Linked DNA regions of Mus musculus: regions 1, 2 and 3 are each linked to region 4. A link is a contact called in public Hi-C, HiChIP or PLAC-seq and promoter capture Hi-C data. All regions are on one chromosome and are shown on one strand. The core of a region is the stretch at or near the end of the contact, and the rest is flanking DNA. Distances in the headings are between cores, read along the strand shown.

The links. Hi-C and Micro-C count contacts between places; a contact is called where the count stands out from the background. HiChIP or PLAC-seq counts read pairs in DNA pulled down with a chosen protein or histone mark. Capture Hi-C pulls out chosen DNA fragments and counts their contacts.
Region 1: a contact with region 4 is called in a Hi-C map of CD8 T cells, with 2.5 times the contacts expected there. The contact joins the promoter of Pacsin2 here to the promoter of Cyb5r3 in region 4. A contact is called at or near these places in 6 of 39 promoter capture datasets (the 3T3-L1 cell line, the HPC-7 cell line, cranial neural crest and 3 more), 1 of 15 datasets of contacts at CTCF or cohesin (the NIH/3T3 cell line), 5 of 484 Hi-C or Micro-C datasets (CD4 T cells, CD8 T cells, cranial neural crest and 2 more), 4 of 115 datasets of contacts at active chromatin or transcription factors (astrocytes, extraembryonic endoderm stem cells, forebrain and 1 more) and 2 of 9 other capture datasets (adipose tissue and liver).
Region 2: a contact with region 4 is called in an H3K27ac HiChIP or PLAC-seq map of trophoblast stem cells, with 12 read pairs. The contact joins the enhancer-like site here to the promoter of Cyb5r3 in region 4. A contact is called at or near these places in 4 of 39 promoter capture datasets (the C10 cell line, cranial neural crest, hippocampal neurons and 1 more), 1 of 15 datasets of contacts at CTCF or cohesin (the NIH/3T3 cell line), 3 of 484 Hi-C or Micro-C datasets (bone marrow-derived DN3 thymocytes, bone marrow-derived macrophages and embryonic stem cells), 10 of 115 datasets of contacts at active chromatin or transcription factors (embryonic basal ganglia, embryonic stem cells, extraembryonic endoderm stem cells and 6 more) and 1 of 9 other capture datasets (adipose tissue).
Region 3: a contact with region 4 is called in a promoter capture Hi-C map of adipose tissue. The contact joins the promoter of Tbrg3 here to the promoter of Cyb5r3 in region 4. A contact is called at or near these places in 2 of 39 promoter capture datasets (liver and pre-B cells), 4 of 484 Hi-C or Micro-C datasets (CD4 T cells, embryonic stem cells, natural killer cells and 1 more), 2 of 115 datasets of contacts at active chromatin or transcription factors (effector CD8 T cells and memory CD8 T cells) and 2 of 9 other capture datasets (adipose tissue and liver).

The regions. Positions count from the first base shown.
Region 1 is chr15:83,462,992-83,466,212 of GRCm38.p6, reverse strand. Pacsin2 (protein kinase C and casein kinase substrate in neurons 2) reads left to right here and starts at 1,607. Exons shown (of 11, transcript NM_001159509.1): 1 at 1,607-1,754.
Region 2 is chr15:83,492,270-83,495,801 of GRCm38.p6, reverse strand. Ttll1 (tubulin tyrosine ligase-like 1) reads left to right here. Exons shown (of 12, transcript NM_178869.4): 10 at 3,173-3,259. Among named protein-coding and RNA genes, the nearest start is that of Gm52181, 16 kb to the right of the region's middle. Within about 2 kb of position 1,736, at least 29 of the 459 cell types and tissues checked have an H3K27ac peak or open chromatin away from gene starts, as enhancers often do. A contact at or near this core is called in bone marrow-derived macrophages and trophoblast stem cells, where this site is marked.
Region 3 is chr15:82,896,964-82,900,010 of GRCm38.p6, reverse strand. It overlaps Tbrg3 (transforming growth factor beta regulated gene 3), which reads left to right and starts at 1,550. Exons shown (of 1, transcript NR_027799.1): 1 at 1,550-3,047. All of the region lies in intron 1 of Tcf20 (transcription factor 20), which reads left to right. It overlaps Gm20324 (predicted gene, 20324), which reads right to left and starts at 931. Exons shown (of 4, transcript NR_045068.1): 1 at 743-931.
Region 4 is chr15:83,170,623-83,173,967 of GRCm38.p6, reverse strand. It overlaps Cyb5r3 (cytochrome b5 reductase 3), which reads left to right and starts at 1,785. Exons shown (of 9, transcript NM_029787.3): 1 at 1,785-1,856. The coding sequence starts at 1,836.

The sequences.
Region 1 (3,221 bases), core at 358-2,857, 290 kb before region 4:
ATTAAAGGCATGTACCACCATGCCTGGCTATCTCTACTTCTAGACATTGGAATTACTGAGATGATTTTTTTTTTCTTGAAGGAGTCACAGACATCATTGTTAAAAGGGTATTTTACAGGCAATACAGCTAGCCTCTGGGTAATTAAATAAATACATAAATAAATACATATTGAAAATGTTGGTCACTGTAAGGATATGAGTGGGGGAGGTTATTTTATATTTTCTGGGTGGGGGAGGGGCAAGGTCTCATATAGCTTAGGCTGACCTGAACTCTCTATGCAGTTGAGGATGACTGTGAATTCCTGATCTTTCTGCCTCTACCTCCTAAATGCTGAGATTACAGGCAGGTACCACTATGTCCAGCCTGAAAACTGGACTTCCTGTGTAGCTGGGGATGACCTTGAACTCCTGACCCTCCTGTTCTACCTTCCAAGTGCTACCTACTACATCTGCCTTTTCTGTTTTGTTTTGTTTGCAGGGAGGTTGAGGCAGGGTCTTACTATATATTCCAGGCTGACCTTACCTTTTTTTCTTTCTTTCTTCCAATTACTCGGTTGCGTAGGCTGCCTGGAGCTCTCAGCCATTCTCCTGTATCCGCCTCTTGAGTACTGGGATTACAGACACTAGCCACTGTCTGCCACCATTTACTCTTTACTCCATACAGTTCCCAGAAAGTTACCTGCTGTCAGTTTCTCAGACCCTCACCCACGCATCGCTTACTGTCCTCCTGGCCGGGACTGTGTGAGGTAGTGCTCAGCGAGGTATTAGCCGTTTTGGCTCATTATTTCTCTTTGCTCATAGGGCCAACCTCCTATCTGGCAGCGCTATGTGAGAAGCAGAAAGTCTGTATATTGTCTGGTGCTCTGATGGCCATATCGGCATCCTCTGGAGGGAAGTCTCTCCACCCCACTTCCTCTTCTTTTTTGTGTTTTTGGTTAGCCTGTAACACACTATGTAGACCACAGTGGCCATGAACGCAGAGATCCACCTGCCTCTGCCTCCTGAGTGCTGGGATTAAACGCGTGCGCCACCATCCCTGGCTTGGAGGAAACTTTCTTTAAAAAAAAAAAAAAATTGTGTGTATGAGTGTTAGCATGTCTGTACCTCGTGCGTGCCTGGTACCAACAAAGGCCAGAAGAGGGCGTCAGACAGATAACCCTCCAACTGGAATTTCAGATCAGGGTAAGCCTCTACGTACTAGGTACTTGGAATGGAATCCGGGTCCTCTAGAAAAGTAGCAATTTCTCCAGATCCGAGGAAACTTTCTCAAAGTCCACCTTATCTGAATTATAGATCAGGGACCGCAGTTGTTCTGGGTGCTAGGGAAACCACAAAACTCTGGCCCACTTTAAAAAAAAGTCCTTTAGTCCCGGTCCTTTGGGCGTCTCCCAGGGAGTGACCCGTGTTGGCCTCTCAGCGGCTTAAGTAGTAGCTCCTCGTTTGACTGACAGGAAAGGCCGCTAATGCTAGCCCAAGGTAGTTCCTTTAGCTTCTGGGGGGGCGTGCCGCCTCCGCTTTAGACTATCCAATCTGGAGCGCCGCTGGGCCGAAGGGCGGGGTCTGGATGCAGGCAACCAATAGGGCGAGCACAGCGGGCGCGGCGGGGGCGGCGCGGTCGCGGCTGGCGGCAGAAGCGGCTGCGGCGGGTCTGGGCAGGGCCGGGGAGCTCGGTTGGAGCGGAACGGGAAGGGGTCGGAGTCGCAGCCCGGCCGGGGCGGCGTGCTCAGTGGGACCCGAGGCGAACGGCGGCCGAGGTGAGGGGTGCGCCGCGACGGTTGGGACACGGGTCGGTGGCCGCGCCTACCCCTGTCAGGCCGCGCTGGGGCCGAGCGCGCGGGGCCGCGCCGCTCGAAACTTCTAGTCCGCGCGCGGGGGGCCACGCGCCGGCGGGCGGAGCCCGGGAGGCCCGAAGGGCGGCCGGAGCGGACGAGTCCCACGCGGACGCACTCATGGGGCGCTTTGCAGACTCTTGCCTTCCATTTCCGTCCTCCCCACACTCTGTGACCGCCGTGGTGAGAGCCAAGCCTGACCGGTGAACACGAACTAGGGGTGTGAGGCGAGACAGGAAAGGCTGCATGCTGTCCTTTTTGACTTTCATAGTTTTCGAGACTCAGTGGATCCGAATCGTCAATTCCCTCCTACCTCCCGTGGGGGCTCTAGAGCCGCGTTCTCTTCTCTTCCCAAAGACCCCAGGCTTGCGGACCCCCTCTGAGAAGGTCCACTTTTCTTTTTTTCCAGGAGTGGATCCAGAGGAGCTGGCTAGGGATCTCAAGGCCTTAGAGGTTAGACCTGGAAGTAGACACGCCCCAGGGGTGCTGCGTTCTTGTTGGCCCCTTGAGGGAAGATAGTTTTGGTCCGGGCTGTGTGCACCATCCCTGGCCCTTGTCGGCTTCCCTTGACCGCAGCTGTCCTTAGGTTTAGTGATGAAGGGGGAGTAGGTTGCTGACAGTCTCCAGGGCTACTCATTAGCGGTTTAGCAAAAACACTTCTGCACTGTCCTGATGTAAATCTATTTAATCCCGAGTTGTGGACGTGAGCTCACACCTTCCTACCCCCTGCAGGTTTTCCACTTTGCTTAAGTTCTGGTCTTGCACCTCTGGGATTGTCAGCTTGGAGCCCCTGGTGAAGGGATCAGCCAGGTGAACTGGGTTCTGTGTTAGCCTCCCTCTTCCGTCCCTGGGCGCTCAGATTCACTTTTCCACAGAAGTCCGGATTTGAGAGTTAGCGTAGTTGGGGGTTCTCCTGACTTTCCTGGAACACTCTAGTCTGTGCATTTACACTGAACTGTAGAGTTTGGCAGTCTCCTTGGTGAAGCTATGCTACTTTAGCCGTGAGGCCACTACATGAAAAACTTGTGTGATGTGTGCAGTTTAGAGGCTTTAAAGAAACTGATCATTGGGCTGATGGATATTTATTACTTGGGAAAGTAGCTGAGCACAGAGGAGTAGCTGACTGATTAGATCTGCTCTCTCTGTGCAGGATTTTTAAAGACTCATTGGACTAGAAATGGTATTTTAGTTCATGCTGTTTGGGGAGCTAGGGTTTGTTATTTCCAACCATAATAATTAGTGTAAAAGTGTGTGTATGTAAGAAACACATCTAAGTTTCCATGTTGTCTGGTAGAGAGAGGTGCCATTGGCTTTTCCGTAGTCCTCAGTGCCAGTACAGGTTTCTAATGGCCAGGCATTTCTAGGGGGAAGATAGGGGGTTGCCCTTAGTTT
Region 2 (3,532 bases), core at 487-2,986, 320 kb before region 4:
ACCCAGGAGGAAAAGGGTCCCAAGAGCATGTGAGAATCAGAGACACCCCCACTCCTGCTGTTAGAAGGCCCACAAAAAACACCAAGATAACAGCCATGCCTTAATCACAGAGGACCTAGTGCTAGTGTGATTGCTGCTTCAATCTCTGAAGCCCCTGTAAGCCCTGCTTAGTTAATTCTGTGGGGACATCATCTCTTTTTCTTTCCTTTCTTCCTTACTTTGAGACATGGTCTCACTGGGTAGCCGTGGTTGCCCTGGAGCTTGTTATATTAGACCAGGCTGGCCAGGAGTGCTCTATGTAGACCAGGATGGCCTGGAGTATGTTGTGTAGACCAGGGTGGTCTGGAGCTCACAGATAATCTGCCTGCCTCTGCCTCTCCACCATCAATCAGCCTTCCTTGGTGGTTATTTTGGCATGAGCATCAGCCAACCCTGGTGGGGGAGGAGAGTTTCAGCAGCGTTCATTTCAGGCAGCTTAATATTGCTGTGTCATGGTTGAGAATAGCCTCCTCCTTTGTTCCTAACCTGGTCTTTAATTTGTTCACTGGTTTGTAGTTTCTAGGCAGGTGTACTGCTAATTTTGAGCGAAAGGTAGGAATAGATATTGCTGTGCTGGTCCCTCCCTGTTTTCAGGACTTGGCAGATGGTGTCTCTGTGGTGTCTTTGTTTCTCCATATAACTCACAAGAAAATGGGGGATTTTGACCCCAGAGGAAAAGTCTCCTGACCCATAGCCAGTCTCCTTGTCTCCCATCCCCCCTACCATCAGGAACAGGAAGTCATCCACAGCTGAGGTCACTTGCAGGACCCAGAGTTCCTCAGTTCTCCCTCTGAATGTAGAGGGATTTTAATCCAGCAATCTGGCTGCTCTGGCAAGGGGTCACATCCAGAGCCCTAGGCCTGTGTGATCCGGCTGGAATGCAGAGAAGCCTTTCAGTATATACCTTTAAGGTAAAATTAGTTTGTAAAAGGAAGCAGCTGTGTTTGAAACTGCTGTCTAACTGAGGGGCAGACAAAGTGACGAATCAGAGAAGTATTTTGACAGAATGACTCAGGGATGGGGTACACCTGTTTCATGTCATTTTAAAAAACACACTCCCGCCTCTTCAGGGAGCTGCCACGCTGCCAGCCCCTCCCAGCTCCCTTTCGTTCCACCCAGCTTTGCTCCTGTCGGATGCAACTAGCTCTCACCAGGCTTCTTTGTCTACCTGCCTTTGCTCCAGGAGGGGTAACGTTCGTTACCAGCCCACTCAAGAGACCCTTGAATCCTCCGATAAAAGACACACAGACAGTTTTATGACTTTAGAACTTGCCTGCTAGGCACAATTGCTGAGCACAGATAACTCCCACCTGGTAAGGCCTGTTCTTGCCAATTTATTATCTCCATTTCTCCTCCTGCACTAATCTTAGGGGCTTGTTCCACCTAGTCCTTGCCAAACATCTTTGGCGACCTGCCCTTAGTGGAGGCCCCAGGCCCTAGCTCTCCTTGAGGCCGTACATGATTGCAGCATCCTTCCTCCTCCAAAGCATGGCAGAAACACCTCCTCTCTCCTTTCCTTGTCTCCTTTTCCTCTTGGAACCCCCCAGAAAGTCCCACCTATACCTTCAGCCCAGCAATTGGCTCCTGACCTTCTTTATTGACAAATCAAGACCCAATTAGGGAACTAGACCTTATGTATCAGAACCTCTCCTTGTATACACCCAAGAGTGACACAGGAAAGAGAAGCTGTGTAAGAGCAGTGCCATGAGTGAGTCAGCCAGGAGTCAGTGCCTTGAGTGCAGCCGAGCCAAGCTGAGTTTGTTCATTTGTGATCCAGTTCAGTTCAGAGGAGTTCAGATCAGATCAGATCAGATCAGATCAGTGCAGTTCAGTTGAACGCTCAGTCAGGAGCAGAGCAGTTGAGTCAGAGCTGTTCAGTTCCTAGAGTTCAGAGGCAGTCTTTCCAAGCAGAGCAGAACCGGAGAGAAGCCAGTCTGAATCAACTCGGGAGAGCTGTTTGAGCCAGAACAGCTGAGTTGAACCAGCCAGCCAGAGTTCAGAAAGAGCTAGAAAGAGTGAGTTTATTCAGCAGTCAGCCTCTGAGATGACAGTTACATCTGGTAAATAAAAACTACATTTACATCTGAGGGCAGCGTGGTCTAAACAGCTACTGAGCTGGCTGGTCCTTGACAGACCTACCCACTTATGTGGGACCTGAGGACACAAGGCCTGGGGACGTGGGATAGTGCTGTGAGAGATGGAAAATTCCCAGGCTACCCATCTTCCTCCTTGAGAAGAGCCACCTTGTGCACAGTTGCCTCACAGAAGGGCTTTTCTCCTGGCCCCCTGCAGTCTGGCACCCACTCTTAGGTTCTTTGGGTGGTGACTCCCAAGCTTTTGAAGAAGGTGTTTTTGTTTAGTTTTAACTATGCGTAGGTGTATGTGTCTGCCTGTGGTCGTGCACATGAGTGCAGGTGCCCACAGAGGCTGGAAGCATTGGGGCCCTGATGCTGGAGATGGTTGTGAGGTATCTGACATGGGTTCCAAGAGCTGAACTAGGGTCCTCTGGAAGAGCAGGAAATGCTCTTAACAGCTAAGCCATCTCTCCAGCTCCCAACACCTGTCCCTTGTTCAGTACGCAGGGAAAGGTTATTGAAGGTGTATTTAGGTGAATTGAAATTACAAGGGAAATCCAGAAATAGAAAGGAAATAGGCTTACTCTTCTTATTTGGTTTATAATCTGGTTTGAACCTGGTTGCACAGGGCTGGGAGGCATAGGGGGTAGCCTGCTGGTGTGTGTGCACATGTGTATGTATATATGTATGTGTGTGCAAATGAGTGTATATGCACGCACTTGTGTGTATGTGTGTGCACATGTGTATGTGTGCAAATTTGTGTACATGCACACACTTGTGTGTGTGCACATATGTGTGTGTGCAAATGTGTGTATGTGCACACACGTGTTTGTATGTGTGTGTGTTTGTGTGTGTGCATGCATATGTGTGTATATGTGTGTGCATATGTGTGTGTTCGAGTGTGTGCATGCATATGTGTGCATGGATGTATATGTGTGTGTGCAAGTGTGTGTGTGTATGTGCATGCACGCTCAAGTGTGTAACAGGAAGCCCACAGTGTGGGAGGGTCCCTCTGGTCTCTAAGGATGTGGTTTTATAACCTATTGGTCACTCCGCAGCCAGTGATGAACAACGACAAACACTGCTTTGAATGCTACGGCTACGACATCATCATCGATGACAAGCTGAAGCCCTGGCTGATCGAGGTAACGCACAGCCCTGACACCTTGGCCAGCAGTGCCACAGGAAAAGAGGACATTCTCATTGCTCTCCCGCATGTGTTAAGGCATGATTTGGAAGTGAGTCCGTCTGCCCTTTGAAGCAGAGAGGGTGTAGTGGTGGCTGACCTAGAAATGAGAAGATATACACCATACAGCAGGGCTTTTCCCTGGCCGCAGCCACAGCGTCATTTCTCAGAACTGATCAAATACCTGACCTTCCCCAAAACAAAACAAACAAACAAACAAACAAACAAAAAC
Region 3 (3,047 bases), core at 301-2,800, 270 kb after region 4:
GGGCGCGTGGTCCCGGACCGCAGAGTAGGGGGTCTCCTTGCTGCGCCTCTCGACGCTGCCACACGCGGGTGGGCAGCGCGCCACCCCGCCCCCGGCCCCGCCCCCTGCGCCCGCCCCGCCCCGCCGCGCGCCCTCCCGCCCGCCCGCGCGCCGGGGCCCGGAGCCGCCTCATTGGCTGCGCGCCGTCACCTGACGCTCTGTTATTTCCTGTGTGTTGGGAGAATGGAGAGAAAAAACCCGGAGCCGAGCCGCCTTCGGCCCCTGCGAGGCGGCCACGGCCTCAGCCGGGGGAGCCCTCCCTGAGGCGCGCCGGAGCGGGGAGTGAGCCAGCGAGCGCGCGGGCCGGAGCGAGCCTCTAGGGGCCGCGGCCCCGGCCCGCCCCGCCGTCGGCCTGGGCGTCCGCGCTGGAGGCGGTGGAGGCACCCCCACCCCCACCCCGCGCCGCGCCGCCGCCCCCTCCCCTCCCAGCGCCGGCGGAGGCCGAGGGACGGGCCGGGGGGCTCCTGCAGGTAACCGCCGCCCGGCCTGAGGAGAAAGGGCAGCCCGAGGGGCCGGGACCGGGCCGCGCCGCTCAGGCTGGCTGCTGGGAGCACAGGTCGTGGCCCGGCCCGCCCTGCAAGTGCTGAGCCTCGGGAGTCGCGGAGCGGGCTGAGGGGACCGGCGTGGGCTGCCGAGGGGTCAACGGCCAGGACCGGCGTCAGGGCAGAGCGGCCGGAGGCTCTGGGGCTGCGGGCGGAGATACCTGGTCGTTGCGGCCTGAGGTGCTGAGGGGTCCACGTTCTTGGCAGCCCCGCGGGGACCGGCGTTGCTGGCCTCTTGGCCGGGGGCTGGGGGCGAGGCACCCGTGAAGGGCCGGGCTTGGAGCGGGCCGGGGAGGGGCCGGCTGGGGCTGGCGGAGCAGCCGCGCGAACACCTGAGGCCATGTGGATGCGGCTGCCTGTCGCCTGCCGGCGGCCCAGAGCAGGTACCCGGCGGCGGGGCGCGAGCTAGGGGCGCAGGATGCACTTCCTGTGTGGGGCGCTCTCCCCTCCCCCGCCGCGGTGAGCAGGGCAGGGCGCAGGGTCCCGCGGAGTCCACGAAGGAGCTCTTTCTCGCGGGTAGGGGATGGGAAGGCGAGGCTCTGAGTCTCTCTTCCTCATTCTCACGGAAAAGTGGTGGCTTATAGAAGAGTTTGCTATCCGGCCTGCGGCGGGAGGTGGGATGTCTTGAGTGCGCCGGGATGGGAGTGGAATTTAGTGTGTGTGTGTGTGTGTGTGTTGGGGGGGGGCAGTGGAGCTGCGGATTCCTCCACGGTTTGTGGGTGCGGACACCAGTTTTGCTTGCCTGCCTGTATTCAACTCCTTTGGGGACGAATCAGAATTAGGGGTTTCTACCCGAGCTCTGCGTTCTCCCTCCAGAGATTAGATGACTCTGGTAAATGCTATAAAAATGGATGGAATTTTTGAGCTATTATCTAACAGGCTGATCTTTGAATGATAATTGGACCCTTATGTTAACAGCCTTAGTGAAGAGTTTTATAAAAGATTTTACATGGGGTGGCATTGGCAGCTGGGGAAACGGCACTAAATTCTGATCTAGGAGGCCTGGAATGCACTTCCAGCTTGGCCACCAAATAAACTGTAGCCCTGGGCAAGTTACCTACCCTCTCATGCCTCAATTACACTTCTGTTAAAGACTCCCTTGCAGGCCAGACATTTCGAAGGTTTATTTGAGTTTGGTTTGGTGGTTCTTCCACTCCGGTTTTGTGCTCGCTCTCATTTTGATCATAGGAACTTTACTGAGAGATGTAAGATGCGCCTCACTGGCTTGAGAAGTAACTTGGTCAGGGTAGTTTGTGCTCAATTCCCAGTGCTTTTCTGTGCTTCTGAAGAGAAAACGCACACTATTAATAGCAGTCTAGCTTATGTTGAATGCACATTATTATGCTTTTTTTTTTTCCTTTGTGATAAGAGTTTTCCGAAAAAGCACTGGCTAATTGGGAAATATGGATGCGATGATTGGGTCTGTTTTTGTTGGAAGCCCTTTCCACGTGGGGAAGGGATGCTATTTCAAGATCTTTTAGGTGACTCTTACTTGGCTAACTTCAAATTCCAATTTCAGTCTTGGAGTAGGGATAAAGTAGAATTAGCTATGCGATGTAGTAGGCTTGCAGAATTAATATCCACCTCAGGATGCAGTAAATGGTTTGCATCCCCGGTTTATTCCTAGTGGTAGCAGGGTACTTCCCTGGCAGATGCTGAAGAACCCGTTAGTTTTACTGATTTTCTGGTGTGTGAGGGCCCTGGGCCATATGCTTTTGAATGGTAAGTACTCTTAGACCAACTTGGATTTTGCTCTTGTTTGTGGAAGACTTTGTTTTGTTTTGTTTTTGTTTGTTTTTTTGTTTTTGCTCAATTCCCCATAAAATATAGCTCACTATGGTTTTTTTAGATCATTTTTTAAAAAATTTTGGTCTGTATAGCCTTAATGGTCTTTAAACGTGGATGGCAAAATGGGCTCATAATGTTTATCTTGTGTATGTGTTAAAAGAAGGTTTTCTTTTATATTAGTTAAAATCATGCCTGTCACATAAGGAGACACTTAAGATTATACATATGAGTTATTTGGAATTTTTTATTAGGACTTGAATTATGACCTCATGTTTACTGTATGATTTGAAAAAGTGCCAGTTACTTGAATTAGAAGCACCTCTCACACTCAAGTATGTATTATGCTTGTTTTATGGCTTATGAAAAAATTACTATAAAGCTTTACTGTGGTAGTTTGTGAGTGTGTATGTATGTACGTATGTATATGAGAGATCTTACATAGGTAAGATAGTAGGAGAATTGCCTTTATTAAGTTTTAACTTAGAGAGGAAAGGAAGCTAACATTTACGTTAAAAACAAAAACAATGTATGGACTTAGGCCAAAGAATTCTAAACTGTCCTAAAATGTCTACCCAGTGGACCTAAGAGTTCATTATTCCTTCTCCACAGAATACATAAGCTAGTGAGAGGTGGAGCTTGAATATAACTCTTCTCTCCTAGGTCCCAAAACTTGTTACC
Region 4 (3,345 bases), core at 536-3,035:
TGTGCTCTCTGCGCAAGCGTGAAGACCACAGTTCAGACCTCTGGTACACATTGCATAGGTTCCTTACTTCTAGACACAAGAGGAGCCCCCATATCCACCCTCACCCCTTTTGAAACAAAGGTCTTACTCTGTAGAACAGACTGGCTTGTGTCTGTGATCCTCCTGTCTCAGCCTCCCAAGTGCTGAGATTAAAAGCAGAATAATACTTAACTGATATTAGATCCAGCCTCATATCCCAGGGTAGTAGGTGCCCTTCCACAGCCTAGCTCCTGATTTTTTTTTTTTTTCACTTGTTTGTTTCTTTGAGACGGAGACTCATGTAGCATAGGCTGACCTCAAGTCAATCTGTAGCCAGGGTCAGATAACCTTGAACCCTTGCCTCCACTATCCAAATTCTGGAATCACAGATGTGCTGACCATTGCTCCTTATTTATTTATTTGAGACAGGGTCTCTGTGGTGGTTTGAATAAGAAATGGCCCTCATAGGCACGTGTATTTGAACGTTTAGTCCCCAATTTGTGATGGTTTGTGGGGAGGTACGGAGGTGTGTGGTCTTGCTGGATGAAGAAATGTGCCTGGGGTGGCTTTGAGAGCCTATAGCCTGGCCCCACTTCCAGCTCTCTCTCAGGTTCCCACTTAAGGTACAGTGTTATCTCTCAGCATCCTTCTCCCCGAGCCAGGTTTTCCTGCTGCTTGTGGCCGGCCATGCCTTCCAGCTATAATGGGCTCTTATCCTCCTGGAACTGTGAGACACAATAAACTCCATCTTCCCTAAAGTTGCCTTCGGTCATGGTGTTTTACCACAGCAACAGAAAAGTAACTAGCAGTCTCACCGTGTAGCCTGGAACACTCACAGATCCACCTGCCTCTTCCGGTATTGAACGCTTGGGTCATCAAGTGTTCCGGTATTGAAGAGTTTGGTTAATAGTTCTCAATTTTTAGGCAGCAAGTCTCTTCCTCACTCTGCCGCTCTCAGAGCAGTCTTCCATTCCCTATCTGGCCAGGACCAGGTTGAAGAAAACTCCGGAATGCCAGGGACATACGAGTGTTTATAGAGTATGTGATAGGCTCTGTTCTGAGGTCCGGGTACACAGAGAACTGACTGCAGACTCCTGGCTTGGGGAAGCCCCACCATCTAGTGGAATGGGTACGTGGGCGCAGAGCATCGTGAATAAACAGGCAGGATAACTGAAGCGCTACAAAGACCGTTCTGCACTAGTGGCGTCCCTTGGAGGGAGCACAGGGCCAGAGCTGGCCTAGCTAAAGAGGTGACACCTGAACTTTAATCCGGAACTGGCCTCAGTACGTTTGGAGATTTGTTCAGGAAGGAACGACTGGTTCGCAGGCTTGAAAATGGGGCAGGGCAGGGCTGTAGCCTGAACTCTGTAGCCAGCGGTGTTGGCAACACGCCCCGTGAGCGGGTAGAGCCCTGGCCAGCACAATCAGCTCCGGCAGGCTCCCAGGACCGAAGGCTCAGGATTTGAGAGCCCATCACGGGGGCGACATCTTGTTCTCTTCACCAGGACAAAACAGGCCCAGAAGCCACAAGCTACCTCCCGAAGCCACACAGAGGCGCCACAGTAGCCAGTCTCTCGCCGAGCCTCTTCCGTGCAGCGCCGTCAGCCACTCAGCGCGCACTCCCGTCTTCACAAGCGGAAGTGGGCGGGGACACTGGGAGTCTCCGCCCCCTATCCGCCCACCTCCGCGCTCCTGACTGGCTCCGCAGGGCGTCCCCGCCTCCGAGGTGTTGAGACCGAGGCGGGTTGTTGGGGGAGCGGCCGGCTGAGTAGCGGGTGTAGAACCGTGCGTGAGGCCACCGTCTCTTCTTCGCCACCATGGGGGCCCAGCTGAGCACGGTAGGCGGCATGGGTCTGGGGTCCCCAGGCTTGCACCGTGGGGATACCGTACGATCCGGGGCGCCCAGCACCGGTTCACGAGCCCCGCGCCCCACCCGGCCCCTTGCAGACCGTGACTCACGCCCTGGCTAGTGGCCGCGCCACTCTGGCCCGGCCTCAGGCCAAGGGGGAGCCCCGAGCGCGGGGTGGACATTGAGGACCCTGTTGGGTGTGCGCGAATGAGAATAGGGAATGAGTGACGTGCGCGCCCGCCTGAGTGGGCGTGACTTGTGAGTGTGAGAAAGTTGAAGTGCCTGCGCCCGTGGGGGATGTGAAAGGTGCGAGGGTTTTTGTAAATGGGAACGTGAAGTGTGAACCGTAGGTGCACTGGTGTGTGCGTGGAGGAACCGACAGCGGCGTGTGTGAGAAATGAGAGTGTGGGTGTGAAGACATGCAGGCCTGAATAGTGGACACGAGTGAGCTGGCAGGAAGAGTACTTTGGGGTGCGTGTGTGTATGGGAGAAATGTGTAGGGTGTCCCTACAGGGGTTGGGTGCATCTTCTTGCCATAAACAAGGCAGTAGTTGGCCAGGATCTTTCCAGCTGTCACCTAGAAAAGCCCTGGCCATTCTTGTTACTCACAGAGCTGCACTGTCACTAAAGAAGTGTCACTTAGACTTGGCCATCAGCCCAGGGCACTGAGGATGCTGGGACCGTCTAACGTCTATAAATCTGCTCTCTCACTGTTACTGGATCGACCAAGGCCCCTTCCACAATCCTAGAGCTCACTCTCCTCATTTCCTTTTTTTTCTTTTTTTTTTTCTTTTTTGAGACAGGGTTTCTCAATGTAGCCCTGGAATGCACTGTAGACCAGGCTGCCCTCAAACTCACAGAGATCCACTTGCCTCTGCCTCTCCAGTGCCAGATTAAAGGTGTGGGCCACCACCGTCCAGCTCCTCCCTGATTTCTTAAGAGCATCCATGTGAACTGTGACCAGTCTCAGTTACACAAACATACCCTTGAGGTGTCCAGCTCTTTGGGTATGACAAGAATAGGCCAGCGCCTGTCTTGGAGGGTGCCCTCTCTCCTCTCTGCAAGATTCAGGGCTCCTAGTGAAGACAGCCTTCTTGCCATGGCATTTGCTCTTGCGAGAGTGACCAGTCCAGTATGGACCATCTAAGGAGCATTCTGGCCCAAGGCAAAAAAAAACAAAACAAACCCCAGAGTGACAACACCCCATAATGACATTCTGACCAGTTTTCCCAGAGACTGCCCATGATCCCTTATCTTCCCCCTGATTCCCAGGTTCTCCTTACCTTTTGGACCATGTTGGTGGTACCCCAGCACCTGGCTTTTCCATCAATTCATGTTAAGTCAACAGTAGTTCCTTCCAGGCAGTAGAGCTCTGTTTAATTATCAGAAGGCCCCACCATGGCCTCATCTGTCCAAGGGTTGCTTGGTATTGTCTTTGACTTAAGGGGCTGACACCTCAGTGCCCACGGTATACATTA